Linked DNA regions of Zea mays: region 1 is linked to region 2. A link is a contact called in public Hi-C data. All regions are on one chromosome and are shown on one strand. The core of a region is the stretch at or near the end of the contact, and the rest is flanking DNA. Distances in the headings are between cores, read along the strand shown. Region 1 holds the start of LOC100383047. Region 2 holds the start of LOC100277808.

The links. A called contact is a pair of places that touch in the nucleus more often than the background predicts.
Region 1: a Hi-C map of ear shows a contact between it and region 2, with 2.3 times the contacts expected there. The contact joins the promoter of LOC100383047 here to the promoter of LOC100277808 in region 2. A contact is called at or near these places in 4 of 25 Hi-C or Micro-C datasets (ear, leaf and tassel).

What each region holds. Positions count from the first base shown.
Region 1 is chr1:265,712,354-265,715,055 of Zm-B73-REFERENCE-NAM-5.0, reverse strand. LOC100383047 reads right to left here and starts at 1,395. Exons shown (of 2, transcript NM_001175723.1): 1 at 1,162-1,395; 2 at 98-1,082. The coding sequence starts at 1,255. The coding sequence ends at 304. LOC100275997 reads right to left here. Exons shown (of 3, transcript NM_001371526.2): 2 at 2,511-2,702; 3 at 1,995-2,416. The coding sequence ends at 2,358.
Region 2 is chr1:265,479,115-265,481,814 of Zm-B73-REFERENCE-NAM-5.0, reverse strand. LOC100277808 reads right to left here and starts at 1,380. Exons shown (of 3, transcript NM_001361300.1): 1 at 1,270-1,380; 2 at 821-988; 3 at 1-378. The coding sequence starts at 1,322. The coding sequence ends at 147.

The DNA of each region.
Region 1 (2,702 bases), core at 146-2,645, 230 kb before region 2:
CCAAACTAACTAGGAGCACACCAGTCACCACACGGCCTGACGGCCAGTGTTATTTTCGTTAAATTGATCAATCAACCGACCAAACGAAACATCTCTTAAAAGCTCATTAAGCCGTCATGCCATTGCCAGCTGATAAACGATCAACACGAGTAGAGTATGTAGTGCGTGTACTGAGCCTCCCATGTATGTAGTATATGTGTATGTACGTGTGCGTGTATAACTATATATACACACGCACACTTGCATTGCTTCCTTTCCACTTAGATGTACTGTGTACTCACGCCACACCTCGAGCTAGCTTGCTCACATCTCGTCGCCGTAGCTACCGGTCCACAGCTGGTGTCCGTGGCCGTGCTCGCCGCCGGCGCCTCCCGTGGCGTTCCTCAGGCTGTGCCACACGTAGACGGTGAACCCAAGCAGCACAACCACCGCGACCGCCACGCTCACCAGCATGCCTTGCCTCGCGGAGGCCTGCCTGGGCTTCAGGTTCGCCAACGCCATCGTCTCTGCTAGCATTGGCTGCTGCTCCTGCTGCGTGTCCTTCTCATGCACCATCTCCTTCCTGTCCTCGGCCATCTTCCCCTCTTCCTCCCTCTTCCTCTCCTCCTCCTCCTCCTTCAGCCTCTGAACAGCCCCCAGCGACGGCTGGGGCTTTGTGGTTGCAGGCGGTTCCACTTCCGGCGCCGGCGCCGGCACAGGATCGTACGTCTTCCTCGGCATCGACGCTCTGGACTCGGCGGGCGGCTTCACGGAAGGAGCAGCTGGAGCCAGCGGCGCCGGGGTCGGCGCGGCAGGCCTGGCCGCCGGCGGAAGCCCCTGCCCCTGGCCCTGCAACGGAGGCGGCGCCGCCGTGGGCATCCTTGGCGGCGGCTGCATGGGCGTCGAGGGGGTCTTCTTGGGGAGCGTGATGGTGAGCGTCTCGTTCTCGAACTTGGCGCGGATGCCGTCGGCGTTGCAGTTGGCGGGAAGCTCGAAGTCGTTCTGGAAGCGGATCCACCTGTTGCCGGTGAGGTGCCGCTCGCCGCGCGTCCGCAGGTGGCCGTGGTTGTCCACCAGCACGCGGAGGTCCTCCCTCTTGAACCCTGCAGCCCCAGCGACGGGTATTTCAGTAACAGTAACCATCATCGCTCCAGGCTGGAAAGGAGCCAAGGGACTGCTTGCCTGGGAGCGAGATCTTGACGGCGTCGGCCTCGGCGGCGGAGCGGCTCCACTCGACGGCGGGGGTATGCTCCTCGTAGGTGCGGTTGTTGGCCATGGCTGCGGTTTCCTCTCGTGTCCTGGACGACGAAGGCTGGAACTAGCTAATGTGAGACGTACGTGTGCTTTCGGAACTAACAAGTAACAATGCCTCTGCTGACTGCTGCTGCTGCTGGGGTTGATGGCAATGGGCGTTTGTGGTGGATGTGCATATATACAAACACCTCCAAGTGCAGTATATAAGGAGATATGACCTGGGTGAGGAGAAGGATTGATTCGATGGCCATCGTCAACATGGCTTCGTGCACAGGTGACGGTCGATCAAAGTATTCCTTGCTTGTTTGCAGGGGGCGTTGGTCCGCAGCTGAAGAGAAGCATATTAATCTGAGTGGGACAGGTATTACTAGACCATGATTCAGCGACTGAGCAGTTTCGATTAGGAAATGACCAAGCTGCTTTTGATCCCTCACCACTTTCTATCTAATCGTCATGTTTGTACTCTGTGTCATAGACGAAAACGCGTGCGAGTTGAAGTGATTTACGTTTAACCAAGTTTTTTTAGTAAATAGCATTTACTCTAAATTAATCTAGTATAAAAATACATTTCATAATCAATCTAATAATATTTATTTCACATTATAAATATTGATTCTTTTTTTATCTATAATTAGTTAAAATTTAAAATACCAAAACATAACACTGCTAGAATTGCATTCTTTCTTGAATGGAGTTGGAGTATGTACTAGTATTTGTGATGTGATGTGACCACACTTCTGCTCAGTTACTGCACAGGACACTTTGAATCTAATCTCTCCCATAAACGAAGTGTATCTTTCACATTTCATTAACCTTTATGATTACAACATAACATCGAATCCTTTGACGCATCGTCCTTTAAACTTTTAGGCATGAAACGAGGGGAATAAAAAGCAAAAGGGGGGGGGGGGGGGGGGATGGGGTTCAATAGCTTCTAAAGCATGTTTCGATGCAGTTACAGCAGCTAGATCAGCACAAGGAAAATTCTCCGGAAGAATCGTAACTCTTTTTGATTGACGATGTCACCATGAGACCAAATACCCACCAACGTAACTCGGGAAGGATGCTAGCAGGATTGTACTGTCTTGCTGCGGAGACACTGCAATGTCCAAGCTTTTTATCATTCAGGTATGCCCACGGCCTCCACACTTGGAGCACATGATGTTCCCAGTTCCTCCACAGCCTACAGCAATTTGGATGTCAGCAGGTATACCCAAACCCAACTGTATAGCAGGGAAGCAACTGTCGCACAGAATGTGCTTGTCAAGCTAGCTTACCTAGGCATCTGACTTTCACGATGATCCCTTGGCTCTCCAGTATCGAGTCGACGTACAAGCCTGAACCAGCGCATGTTGCGCACAGCACAGCGCCTTTAGCTTCACAGCTTGAGCAGGGAGGGTTGTCCCCGACATCCTTCTTTTCCAGATCTAGACCGGACGGTTTTCCAATATTCTCCTCTGGGACAGATT
Region 2 (2,700 bases), core at 131-2,630:
CTGCAGCAGGCCAGCAGCCAGCAGGGGCAGGAGGTGATGCGGGCGTGAGCGTGACGCGACGGGACGCCACGCCGCCGCCCGCCGGCCGGCCTTTCTTGTCAGCTGCCATGCCACCCCCGACGCTAGCTAGCTGGCCCGCCAGGTCGTCAGCGCGACCGGGCCCCGCCGAAGTACTGGGTGCACAGCTCGTATCTGTTGGAGTCGGAGGCGCCGCCGCCCTGCATCTGGCCGTGGCCGCCGGGAGGAGCCGCCAGCGGCGGGGGCCCGTGCTGGTGCGCGCCGTCGTAGACGATGCGGAGGTCGCCGCCGGGGTCGCGCGGGTGCCACTCCACCTTCTTCTTGGCGCCGCACAGCCTGTGCCGGCACCGGAAGTAGCTCCTGCGCCATTTCCGCACGCACACGCATGGACCCCACCCACACGCACGTCATCAGTTCGTCACGCAGCAACACACTTGCGCAATTTGCTCATGGTTAATAGCTAAAGCGGCCGGGCAAGTAAGGCAAATCCATTCCATTCCATTCCATTATCCCGGTGGTCACATCGACTCAATTACTTCGATGCACAGCAGGAACGACGGTGATGAACGAGTCAGAGCTTGGTCAACGACGTCGAGGTATCCATTTTAATGTGATGTAAACGTATCTTTGGCGAAAACGATTTTGACACGAAATGGTGATATATATGCATGATCGAGTTTGCAGTAGCTTTGAGAGCTCGAGATGAATCTCGATCGCCTCTAGGGCCGGCCAGCCGTCGACGCCAGAAATATATGCTACGTATGCATGGCGGATCGAACGGAGCTAGCTAGCAAGTACGCACCTCATTTTCTGGATGTTCTTGATGAACTTCTGGCCGTACTTCTTCCACTCGTACCCGTCCTCGGGCATCACCAGCTGTCTGCCGTTGCCGGCCTCCGCCGCCGCCTCGTCGTCGTCCTCCTCCTCCCTTTTGTTTCTCTCTCCTCCTCCGCTCCCTCTCGATCCATCACTACAGTTTTTTTAGTGTGTGCCAAGGAATTAACGTTATATCTAGGACACGCATAAATCGTCGTCGTCGACCTATCTATTAGGTGTACAATGATGCAAAAATTCAGTCTTGCTCTATATATATACCAGCTGGCTGATCGTAGTGCTAGGCCATACAGATATCATAAACTTGAACATCCGTTATGCATGGTACCTCCATGTTGCTAGTTGCTACATGAAAATTTGACCCCAAAAGATGATGAACCATGCATGCATATGAGAGAGAAAGAGAGAGATGCGTACATTGCGGCGGGCTGTGAGCTTGAATCCATGGGCGCCGGCCGGCTACCGTACATCTACGTCCTGTGCTGCTCTACTGCTCCTCCCATGTTCTCGCGAAGTTTAATGAATGAAACATTGAGATGAGAGGGAGAGTAGTGACGAAGTTCTTTGGGTGGTATATTTATTACGTTATCTAGGACTAGTCAATCGAATGGAACCTTCTCAGATGTGACGTTAACGTCGTCAAGACGAACACAGATCAGCAATTTTTTTTTTTGGTTCACATGCTGTCGTACCCAACTTTGCCACTGGTTTTGATTGAACCAAAAAACCATCGTCGTCTCATCGTATCCTTAGCTAGCGAACTCTACCAGGTTCCTACTTACGCTCTATAGCAAAATTAAATATGGATCACTAGTAGAAAAGACCTAGAGCCTGCGTCACCCATAATTTATCACTGACGGTTTCAGTTACCGCACATTAGTGAAAAAAATAGGTGGATCTCGCTTGAGAACTACCAGTGGAAAACTATTTTCACTGACGGTTCTCTTAACACATCCGCTAGTGAAAACGAGCTATTTTCAGTGGTGGTTGGTCTAACAGAACCGTCTGTGAAAAATATAATAACACTGACAGTTCTGTTACACCAACCGTCAGTGTTAATAGTCCGTTTTCGCTGGCGGTTGCGTTAATATAACTGTCGGTGAATTTTGTATTGTAAATACCCATTCTTCCCGCCAAGAACAGTATCTCACAACCAACTTCTATTGGAGGCGATTTTGGAGGTATAGATTTCACAAAATACAAGGGGAGAGGTTTTGATCTTTATTTTTTGGAAGAAGATTGCTAAGAAAGGTTGGTTTATGTTTCTTTTGTCAATTTTTGTTCATTCTTGCTCAATTTTAGCCATATTTTGGATCTAGGGTTTCACCATGTGAAAGAGAAGAGTATAGTTAGGTTTAGCCACATTTGGATCTAGGGTTTCACCATGTTGGAAGAGAAGGAGATATGTTTGGTAATTAAGGATTGTTTTTATTAGTTGTTATGAAATGTTGGTTTAATTATGTTTTAATTGCCAATTATTGTTAGAGATAGGTTTGGGTATTAAGAATTTTTGTTTATTAGTTGCTAGGAAAGTTTGGCTTATGTTTCTCTTGCCAACTTTCATTGGAATGCCAGATTTCACAAAATGTAAGGGGTAGGTTTTGATCTTTATTTTTTGGAACAAGGTTGATAAGAAAGATTCGTTTATGTTTCTTTTGCCAATTTTTGTTTATCAATGATATATTTAGTTATTAGGAAATGTTAGTTTATGTTTCTCTTGCCAATTTGTGTTCTTGTGTGTTTTATGTTACTTTTTTACAGGTGATGATGGAGAAGACATCTTGGATGTATAACTTATGAAGGCTAGATCCATCATACATATCCGAGGTCCATAGGTTTATTGATATC